Regions from separate parts of the Zea mays genome. Here region 1 is linked to region 2. A link is a contact called in public Hi-C data. All regions are on one chromosome and are shown on one strand. The core of a region is the stretch at or near the end of the contact, and the rest is flanking DNA. Distances in the headings are between cores, read along the strand shown.

Evidence for each region. Hi-C and Micro-C count contacts between places; a contact is called where the count stands out from the background.
Region 1: a contact with region 2 is called in a Hi-C map of tassel, with 2.0 times the contacts expected there. The contact joins the promoter of LOC100192721 here to the promoter of LOC103631953 in region 2. A contact is called at or near these places in 4 of 25 Hi-C or Micro-C datasets (ear, leaf, leaf mesophyll and 1 more).

The regions. Positions count from the first base shown.
Region 1 is chr1:21,350,826-21,356,040 of Zm-B73-REFERENCE-NAM-5.0, forward strand. It overlaps LOC100192721 (Mannose-1-phosphate guanylyltransferase 1), which reads left to right and starts at 2,230. Exons shown (of 14, transcript NM_001137922.1): 1 at 2,230-2,327; 2 at 2,440-2,540; 3 at 2,627-2,730; 4 at 2,971-3,031. The coding sequence starts at 2,501.
Region 2 is chr1:21,035,590-21,041,152 of Zm-B73-REFERENCE-NAM-5.0, forward strand. LOC103631953 (methionine--tRNA ligase, chloroplastic/mitochondrial) reads left to right here and starts at 2,425. Exons shown (of 12, transcript XM_008653808.3): 1 at 2,425-2,843; 2 at 3,337-3,480; 3 at 3,581-3,730; 4 at 4,627-4,794. The coding sequence starts at 2,568. LOC103631944 reads right to left here and starts at 1,711. Exons shown (of 1, transcript XM_008653798.3): 1 at 860-1,711. The coding sequence starts at 1,646. The coding sequence ends at 1,065.

The DNA of each region.
Region 1 (5,215 bases), core at 980-3,479, 320 kb after region 2:
TAACCGAAGCTCAGAAAGCTTGAAAACTAGCAAGCGTTAGTGAGCAAGAGCTATGAAATTGAGGAAGTAAAGCAAATGGCGCAAGCAACGTATCAAACATAGTTGGTGTGAGTTCTTATTTATACGCTTAGCACGCTTCAAATTGGGGGGCCTCGTTTATCAATGACTGTTGTCAATGACTAGTTTGCTCTAGATTATATATTCTACAGGTGCCAAAGGTTCAACAAAAACTAATAAAAAGATCAAAGTTAGGGCTCAAAAGAAAGGAGCAAAAGAAACCGAAGAGAACCCTGGTCTGGCGCACCGGACTGTCCGGTGCCCAGGGCCGTACGACTTCAAACTTGCCACCTTCGGGTTTCTGAAGAGCCGCTCCGCTATAATTCACCGGACTGTCCAGTGCACCAGCGGAGCAACGGCTCCAGCGCAACGGTCGACTGCAACGGACACATGCAAAAGTGCTACAGTGCGCGGACAATTCGCGTAGAGTCAGAGCAGCCGCCAGAAGGCGCACCAGACAGTGAACAGTACCTGTCCGGTGCGGCACCGGACTGTCCGGTGCCACATGAAGACAAAGCTCCAACGGTCGAAACCGTCAGGACCCTAACGGTTGGGTGATGTGGCTGGCGCATCGGACAGTGTCCGATGGCGCACCGGACCGGTGCGCCCATCGACAACAGTCTTCCCCAACGATTGAATTGGTGGTTGAGGGCTATAAATACCCCCCAACCACCTCCACTCCAACAATCCAAGCATTCACAACAGAGCATTCAATACAAGAGGAATACACTACACTCCAAGACACAAATCAAAGCATCCGAACAAATCAAAGTCCACAATTCAACTCTAGTATTTTAGAACTTGTGAGGAGATCGTCTTGTGTTTCTTTGTTGCTCTTGTTGCTTGGTTGGCTTTCTTCGTTCTCTCATTCTTACTCTCAAAGCCTTGTAAGCGAAGCAAGAGACACCAATTGTGTGGTGGTCCTTGTGGGGTCTAAGTGACCCGGGAAATCAAGGAAGAAAGCTCACTCGGTCTAGGTGACCGTTTGAGAGAGGGAAAGAGTTGAAAGAGACCCGGTCTTTGTGACCACCTCAACAGGGACTATGTTCTTTGGAACCGAACCTCGGTAAAACAAATCATCGTGTCATCCGCTTTATTTTCTTGGTCGATTTATTCCTCTCTCTCTCGAACTTAACTTTTATTCTAACGCTAACCCAAGCTTGTAGTGTGCTTAAAGTTGTAAATTTCAGTTTCTGCCTATTCACCTCCTCTTGGCGACTTTCAAACATGTTTGTCTACGATCTTTCTTTTGTACACTTCTACAATTCAACACATATTATATGATTAGTACCCTCAAATAAATCATGTGCACATTGTTCCGCTTACTAACTATTTTTTCAAATAAATTTATAGCTATCTTCGTTCTCGAATATTTATCGTTCGTTAGTTTATTTTTAAACTAAAACACGATAAATAAAAAAGAACTAAAAAAGTATGTATTTATAAATTAAGATCTCACAAACGAGTTAAATATTGTTTAACCTCGCTCAGGGCGCGCGGAAACCACTAGTTGCATGAATTTCCTTGCTCAAAGGCAGTACCATCCAGATCCAGCAAGCCAGGGTTTCGCCTTCGTCCATCTCTAACACAGTACTCCACCAGGATATCCTAAACTCCAGACGGGATATTCCGTGCAAGCTCAGTTATCCGCTACCGCCACGTTCCCTGACCGTTATTATCGGCATTTGGAGAAATGAAGCTTCGGCTCTGCCCTCGGTGGCTCAGCCACCGGTTTCAGCGCCAGTTCAACCCCGCACCCGCACCCCGGTGCGGCACGGATCCCACCGGGCGCAGCGCACGACCCACAAAGTCAGAAAGCCGCTGCCCGGAAATCGCCCGCCTCCGCTCCGCTACGCTCTCACCACCTCCTCCGACGTCTGATCGGCATCGCCTTCGCCTCCGCTAAAATACTCGCGGTCCACGCTCTCCTCCAAATCCCATCGCCACGCCTTCGCCCGCGCGCGTCTCTCCCTCCCCCACACTCCGCCACCAGCGCCGAAGCAGAGCAGCCATGGCCGGTTACGAGCAGCGCGTCGTTGCCGTCATCATGGTCGGCGGCCCCACCAAAGGTTAGTGCTGCTAGATCTGCGCCGCGCGCCCCCGGGACCCTCCTCTGCCCTCTCATCGTCTGATACTCTGATCGGTTTGCTCTGGTGCTGGTGTCGGGTGCAGGGACGCGGTTCCGGCCGCTGTCGCTGAACGTGCCCAAGCCGCTCTTCCCTATCGCCGGCCAGCCCATGGTGCACCACCCCATCTCCGCCTGCAGCCGGGTAATCCACCAATTCCTGCGCTCCCCTGTCCTTTGTGGAATTGTGACGTTTGTATGGTTCGGCCTGCGGCTCGTATGAGAAAGTTTTTTTTTCTTGCATCCCATTGCTGCAGATCCCCAACCTGGCACAGATATACCTTATCGGGTTCTACGACGAGCGGGAATTCGCGCTATATGTCTCGTCTATCTCCAACGAGCTCAGGATCCCTGTCAGGTTTGTTTCGTGCCCTCATGTTGTTTGCTTCTGCAGTGTTTGGCTGGGTGCGTTAGGGAGATTTAAGAGAGCCGTGTCATTGACAGGGTCTCTGGCCAATTTAAATTTTAGGTACCTGCGAGAGGATAAGCCTCACGGGTCAGCTGGAGGGCTCTACATCTTTAGAGATTACATCATGGAAGACAGCCCGGTAATGACTTAGTGCCATGGCCTGATTGTCATCTTGAATTGGAAGTCGGATATTTCTAAAGCTGCAGTAATGCAGTGGATCACTTTATCCACATCTTTTTGAATAGCTTTTGCCTATTCAGAAGTCAGAACACATTCAGCGTCTGGGGTTTGTAGGAATCTATTACATTGCTATGCCGATTGGATCAAGAAAGTGGCATCCTCTAAAACTTCGTTACTGTTTTTGCTTGATGTTTTGCAGTCACACATAGTTCTGCTTAACTGCGACGTCTGTTCTAGCTTCCCCCTTCCAGACATGCTGGGTAGGTTGCCAAGTATCTGAAACATACTCTTCTTTCGTGTTGGCTCGATTTATCAGTTTGATGATGATCATAGACACAAGCATGGATAGTGTAATAATAGAACATCACGAGGTTGTTCTTTGCTTTGCTGTTTAGACCGAATGATAGCGTGTCCACTTATCACTAGTCAGAATAAGTGGAATGGAACTGTAGTGGTTGGTATTGAATCTGAAGCTGAGCTTGTCATTAGTATCTTGTTTTTGGCATATTCGTTGGTTACATCTTATAGAGACGCATCTGCCTCTAATATATGGTATTGTACCTGAGATCACTAAAATTATAGAGATGCATCTGCCTTGTCATTAGTATCTTGTTTTTTTTTTCCTGTTTTTATCTTCTACTAGGCTAGAATGGGCTTAAGGCTCTACAGTTGTGCTAGCTTGCCTATCACCTTGTAATTAGTGATATATTGTCAAGGGTAGTGGTACCCAAGGCAGCGGGACCCCGGCTACGTAGTTCGTAGTCGCGATCCGTCGTCGCCGGCAGGGTTATACCCCCACGCCGTCGCCGCCTTCGTCAACCGGGTTATGCCCCCGAGTTGCCGGCTTAGAGAGGAAGAGAGAGATGATAGGCTGGTAATACTTGATTGATTATCTCCTGTGCGGTTACCATCTTATATGGCCAGAGGCCCAACCGAAAGGGGCAACAAACTCCACAATCTAAAGAACTGAATAACAGCAGGCTATCCTACTTTCCCTCCTAGCCCCTAGCTGCGCTTGTGTCCTGCATATTTTCCTGCATGACTGCTGCTTGCTCTAGGGCGCGGCGCACGTCACGGGCACGACGCCGTCTCACATACGTGCGCCCGACCATGACATCTATAATATTTGGTCTAATTTTTATATTTATCTATATAATTGAGGTGTCGCCTCGCCTTACGCTTTACCGCTAAAATGTAAAAAGGGGTTGATCGTCTTATGTCGCCTTACCGCTTTAATAACCATATGTCTTGGCACCCTATTCGGACAAATTCTATCGACTAATGGGAGGGATTTAAACGTCAATTCATCAACAACTTTGGTGTGGCTTGTGACCGGGAGAAGACTTGGTATGACCTTGGACAAATTCTTTAGAAGGAAGATGAGTTTCTAAATAGTTACATCAAGAGGTGACATGATGTGAATGCTGATATCTCTGACATGCCAGATGAGGCATCTATACATGTTTTTCGGAAGGGTCTCATGAATCGAGAATCGTCTCAGAAACTTGTACGCAAAGCTCCAACCACACTGACTTCTTTGTTCTAGATTTCCAACAGCTATGCCATAAGCGAGGAAGTCATCGACACATGTATTCATCTTGAAGAGATAGGGACAAGAAAGAATAGAGAGCTGAACTAGATAATGGCAAGGATAAGTAACATAAGATAGATCATCAACTCACAACAACCGTTAAACGGGGGGCTTGGTGTCAATGTTCAGCTCTTGAACAAGATGAGTTCTAGAAGATTATGATGCAACATTGTGTTTATCACCCGGAGAGCTACCATAAGACCAGGAATTGTTTTCATCTTAAGGGATTCTCAAGCTATCAGAGGCCGAGTCCAACAGGCCCGAGCCGAGCAAAAAGGATAACTCGGATAAAAATGATAAGGAAAAATTCCCAAAGCCATCTCGAGATATACGATAAGAGAATGACTTGGACAAAAGTGGTTTTTGAGCTATGTTGCACTTGTCCCCGCTGTTCTTCGTCTTGATGCTTGTCGACTCTAAATTACACCATTAATCTGGACGCCATTGGGATCCAACGACATGATCTCTCTTCCTTGGACTCTCCTTTCATAGAGGATGAGGTGTGGGCTACTGTCAAGTACTTACCAATGGATAAGGCTCCGGGACCAAACGGGTTTATTGGCCGTTTCTATGTTACCTGCTGGGGCTGCATTAGGGGGGATGTCCTGGCTGCTCCTGCTATCCAGAATGGTCATATGAACAAGTTCCGCTTGCTCAACACAGCTAACATCACCCTCCTTCCAAAGAGATTGGATGCAACTGAGGTTACAGATTTTCGACCCATTAGCTTGATCCATAGTGTCGCAAAGTTGGTCACCAAAATCATGGCCAATCGGATGGCTCCTTTGCTGCCTACATTGGTGCCGGTTAGCCAGAGTGCTTTTGTCCGGGGCAGAAGGATTCATGATAACTT
Region 2 (5,563 bases), core at 1,175-3,674:
CATAAACTCCCAATATAACAACAATATAAAGTCGATATCTTACTAAATTAAAGAAATTAAACAGATTGGACTTAATTAGGCCGTGCCGGGGGCCAAACGACCGGAATTTGAGGCCCGACCTAGGCCTGTCTTCGGGCCGTGCTAGCCCGACCCATATTATTTCGTGCTGGACCTTGCTTTGGGCTTCTATTTTCGGACCGTGCTCGTGCTGGCCCAAGAAATCCGGCCTATATTCCCAACACTAGTCATGGTAGTACCGTTGTCTATACTATTGATTTAATAGATACTAGAGAAGAGATAGAGAAGAGATGGACGAGATTATTAGTGGGCTCGTCGATCACACAAACGTTCACACATGCTCGAACGATTTAGCCCAAAGCTTATCCATCGGTCCAGCCCAACACACTTACATCCTCCACAACGATGAGCCCACTAATATGGAGGAGCATTAGAGCATCTCCAAGAGACTCTTTATTTTTGACTCTCTATTTGACACTTTATTTGTCTCTCTATAAATATTAAACTCTATATATAACATCTCATTCCAATAGACTCTCCAATATACAAGTTAGCTTGGCTAGGGAGAGTTGTTAGCCAAATTTGGCTAGTGAGGGGGTTAATTTAGAGAGCCCGATAGCTTAGCAAGTTAAATGGCTAGTCTGTTGGAGAGCTATTATGCTATTAAGTAGCTAAAATTTAGCTTGACAAGTTATTTAGCTAATCTCTTGGAGATGCTCTAAGCCTACCACTAGTAGTCATCTCTAAACCCTAAACTCTAAAACCTTCTCCTACGTCAATAGTTACCTGTCAGTGCAAATCTCTTATTTAAGGACTGTTTAATAGAATAACACGTAAATCATGACGCTGTCCAACCTGATATCTTTTATGTGTGGAAATTACTGTAACAATTGATATTCTAGGATGCATTGTAGCATTTATTTAAATAGAGTACCATCAGAAAAATAATTGGAAACCTTTTTGTCCTTGCTTTTATTTGACGAGTAATGATCCTCTTTCTTTCCTTTTGCGGTCTCCTTTTTTGCAGGTTCAACAATTTTGTCAAATCATTGCTGAAACGCTATGAATGTCAAATCGTCATCACGTTCAAGATGGGGACGGGTCCTCGACAGCCGCTTCAACGCCGCTAATTGGGTCTCATCTTCAGTAGCGTCCTGCGTGGCGTGGTGGGGCGAAACAACAACAGGGTTGACGGAGGAAGATGGAGCTCGTTCGAGCAGCAGTGGCGAGCAGGCACACGTGCACCTCCACGTTAGAGTAGTTGTCCTCTGCTGGTGCCGCGACGATGTTGAGAAAATAGCGCGGCCCACCGCTGAGGCGATGCGCGTGGTGTGCCCTGACGCGGAGGCGGACACAGAGAGATCCCGCATAAAGGCCGAGCTGACGGGGCGAAGATGGCTAGCGCGGAGGCGGAGCGGCTGACCCCAGCACAGATCTTTCTCGTCGTCGTAGCCCTTGGCAGGCCCCGCCGAGGCGAACACGTAAGAATCCACGCGATCCGCAGGCGACGCTGGCCGGAGCCTTGGTCCCCCGACGGCCTTGCGTGTGCGGGTCAAGGTCGTTCGGGTGTGGGCGGCGCGGGTGCAACAACGAGGGCGGCTTGCAGTTGCGGCGCGGGGGCGGGGCATCGATATCCTCGAGGCGGGACGCTGAGCAACGACGACGCTTGGAGTAGGGCGGCGTGGAGAGGGAGCTTGGGTTTGGCAGCGAGGACCACAATGGTGGGGTTGAGGAGGGTGAAGTCATGGTTAGTGCTGGGAATTAGGTCGGGTCGGGCCAGCCCGGCCCAAGCCCATCGTGCTTCGTGTCAAATGGATTCGGGCCAAGAAAGCCCCAAAAAAATTTGAGCCATGCCGTGCTAGCCCGAAGTGTAAAAACAGTGGCCCAGTCCGGCCCTAAACCACGTCGTGCCTTCGTTGGCCCGTGCCGGCCCAAGCCCGATCCGTATATTTGACCACATAAAATCAAAATATTACAACCATATAAAATTAATAGCTTACTAAATTAAAGATATTAAACAATTCTAGCATCATTTAACGACATAAACTCCCAATATAACAACAATATAAAGTCGATATCTTACTAAATTAAAGAAATTAAACAGATTGGGCTTAATTGGGCCGTGCCGGCCCAAGCCCTGCCCATCTATACGGGCCGTGCCGGGGGCCAGATGACCGGAATTTGAGGCCCGACCTAGGCCTGTCTTCGGACCGTGCTAGCCCGACACATATTATTTCGTGCTGAACCTTGCTTTGGGCTCCTATTTTCGAACCGTGCTCGTGTTGGCCCAAAAAACCCGGCCTATATTTCCAGCATGCCGTTGTCTATACTATTGATTTGATAGATAGCAGAGAAGAGATGGACGAGATTATTAGTGGGCTCGTCGATCACGCAAACGTTCACACATGCTCGAACGATTTAGCCCAAAGCTTATCCATCGGTCCAGCCCAACACACTTACATCCTCCACAACGATCACCCCAATCCATTCTCTCCTCACACGGGCGCGACCCAAAACCCCATTCATCCCCTCCTCCGGTCTCGACTGCCATGGCCGCCGGGCGGGCCTTCCTTGGCGCGCCGTGCTCCTCCCTCGCCGCCGGCGCCCGTTGCCTTGCCTTCGCTTCCCCTTTGCCCCGGAACCTCACCCCCGCGCTCCGCTGCGGCGTTCGCGGTCGCTGCATCGCCTCCGCCTCCTCGTCCCCTGACTCGCCCCCCTTGCCGGAGCCCTACGTGCTCACCACTCCTCTCTACTACGTCAACGCTCCGCCGCATATGGGAAGCGCCTACACCACCATCGCAGCGGACGCCATCGCCCGCTTCCAGGCAAGCCTCCACCCACGATTGCAGCGGCTGTATTTTTGAACAGTTAGTTGTCGAACCTACAAAAGCAAATTGCACATGCCCGGGTTGCACGAGATCCACTGCAGCACTAATCTTACCAACATGGGGTCAAACATTTTGTCAAGTGGCTGTTGTGCACTTGTACTGCTGTCAGAAACGTGTGGTGCGGTGTACCGTTGGATGATCAGGTGGTGATGCACCACTTAGTTGCACATGCATTGCACGAGAAAAGGGGTTGCATATTTTCCATAACCTGAATTAGTTCATAACTTCATACTACGCCACTTTCTAGTCGTGCCCTTGGTGAAGTTGCTAATTGCTTGGTGTGTGAATTTTACATGTATCTTTTCTTTTTCAATTGAATGATTGGGTGCCTAAGTTTTGACTATATGAACTATTCGGAGTAGTATGTTTGATTTCAGTTGTTTGACTCTTATTATCAAACAGTCTGTTGATTATTCTTATGTGGTTACAGAGGTTGCTAGAGAAGAATGTTATATTTATTACCGGAACAGATGAACACGGTGAGAAAATATCTGCTTCCGCAGAGGCCAGTGGTAGAAACCCAAAGGAGCATTGTGATGCAATTTCAAGTTCATATAGGACGCTCTGGGCTGACGTATGTCTACAACACCAAGTTTCAGTTTACAATACTTTTTACTACAGAGTAAACCATGAGCTCAGCTTTGCCCTCCAAATTTGTTTCACATTTCTTGCAGTTAGACATAGAATATGACAAGTTTATTCGCACAACGGATCGTAAGCATGAGGCTGTTGTGAACGAATTCTATTCCAGAGTGTTAAACAATGGCGACATATATAGAGCTGATTATGAAGGACTTTATTGTGTGAGCTGTGAAGAGTACAAGGTAAGCTTTCATGTCAACTTCCTCACATCGTACTGAGCTGTTTCCAATCCATTATGGAAGTACCATTAAACATATTAATCCTTACACATATTTGATTTAATGCTGTCATATGGTTAATAGAATTGTCTACTAAGTGGTTTTCTGAGCAACATTTTTTTTTCTGGATTTACATGGATAAATATCTTGGCTATCTGTCCATTTTAGGTGAGGGAACTGGTACCTATGTCGATTGCCATGCCTAACCTCTCTTAAGTATGAATTTGGATTAATGGTGTGGTTTAATTTTTTGGCTCTTCAATTTTTTTATTAACAATCAATATTGTGGAACTGCAAAACTTGATATTTTTATGCAGCAGAGATGAGTACTATACTATTATGTGCTCTATTTTAGTTTTCTACTTCCTCTGATACATCATATTAGTCCATTAGGAATTTAGGACATCGACATTGTCTCCAATATAACACTTTGACTAACAATATGTATTAGGAAAATGTTACTATAAATAAAAAATATAATGCAACAGTATTTTCATGATCAATCTATTTATGTCAATAAGAAGGACAAGCCTGACGCAGTGGTGAGAAGCCTTTCCACTGAGCCAAACGTCCTGGGTTAGATGCAGCCTCTCTGCAAAAATGCAGGGTAAGGCTTGGTTCGGTTATTCTTACTCCTTCCCCAGACCCCACTCATGTGGGAGCCGCTAGCACCAAGTCTGTCCTTTTTAAATCTATTTATGTCAATCTTGTGTTGTCAATAAATACTCCTTTTTAGAAATTGTTGGCTAAAGTAAGAAAATGTTCGAAGTACTTTTTTGTGTGCCATGTGCACCTATATATATCAACCCTCTTTTTAATACTACTACAAATACTGATGCTTTAGTATTGACTGAACAAAGGATGAAAAAGAGCTATTGGAGAACAATTGTTGCCCTGTGCATCTGAAGCCTTGTGTTGAAAGAAAAGAAGATAACTATTTCTTTGCCTTGTCAAAGTACCAACATAAATTGGAAGAGCTACTGACAAGAAATCCTGATTTTGTAAGGCCATCATATCGCTTGAACGAGGTGAGGTTTTAGTCCTATTTTTATATGCTATTGTTCAATGTTTTTGTTATTGTTGAGTTACTATAAACCATCACAAATTGTGGTGGGAAATGTAAAACTGTTTTTTTTTTGTTAGAATGTATGCCAGGTGACTCAAGCATAGACACTAGAAACAAGTCCAAAAAACAAAGTTGACATATGTCTTCATGAAGCTTTGACACAATTTTCGTGATCATGCCTGTGTTGTCAAGCATTTACTAACCAAACAACGCGATTTCATTTGATCATTGCTTTTCTGAAGTACTTTGGCATATTCAACAAAAATACATGCAATACATTTTCTTATGCATATCATGTCTGGTAGTGACCTAGATGACACCGCGACAAGGTTAAAGATAGAGACCATGATGACAGTACTTATCAGTTCTGGACAAAGAGAACTGCCAGCATTGCTCTATATAGGGGATAGGGGAAAGCAAACTCATTAGTTAATAGACAGAGAGAGCAACTTCAGGTGTTTCTTATAATTAACTTGCTAAACCAATAAGGGTGTGTTTGGTTTGACTTTTGGCTTTGGCTTTTGCCCCCTAAAAGCCAAAAGCCAACCAAAGGGCTGGATCCAGGAAGCAGGTTTTTCTAAAAGCCGACTTTCTTGTAGTGCAAATCTGAAAGCACCCCTGGACCTGCTTTTAGTGGCTTTTCGGATGGAACTATGAAAACATATATTGGAGAATTTTTAACGACTTTTAGTGGTTTCCACCAAACGGTTTTTAGCTTTTTAACAGCTTAC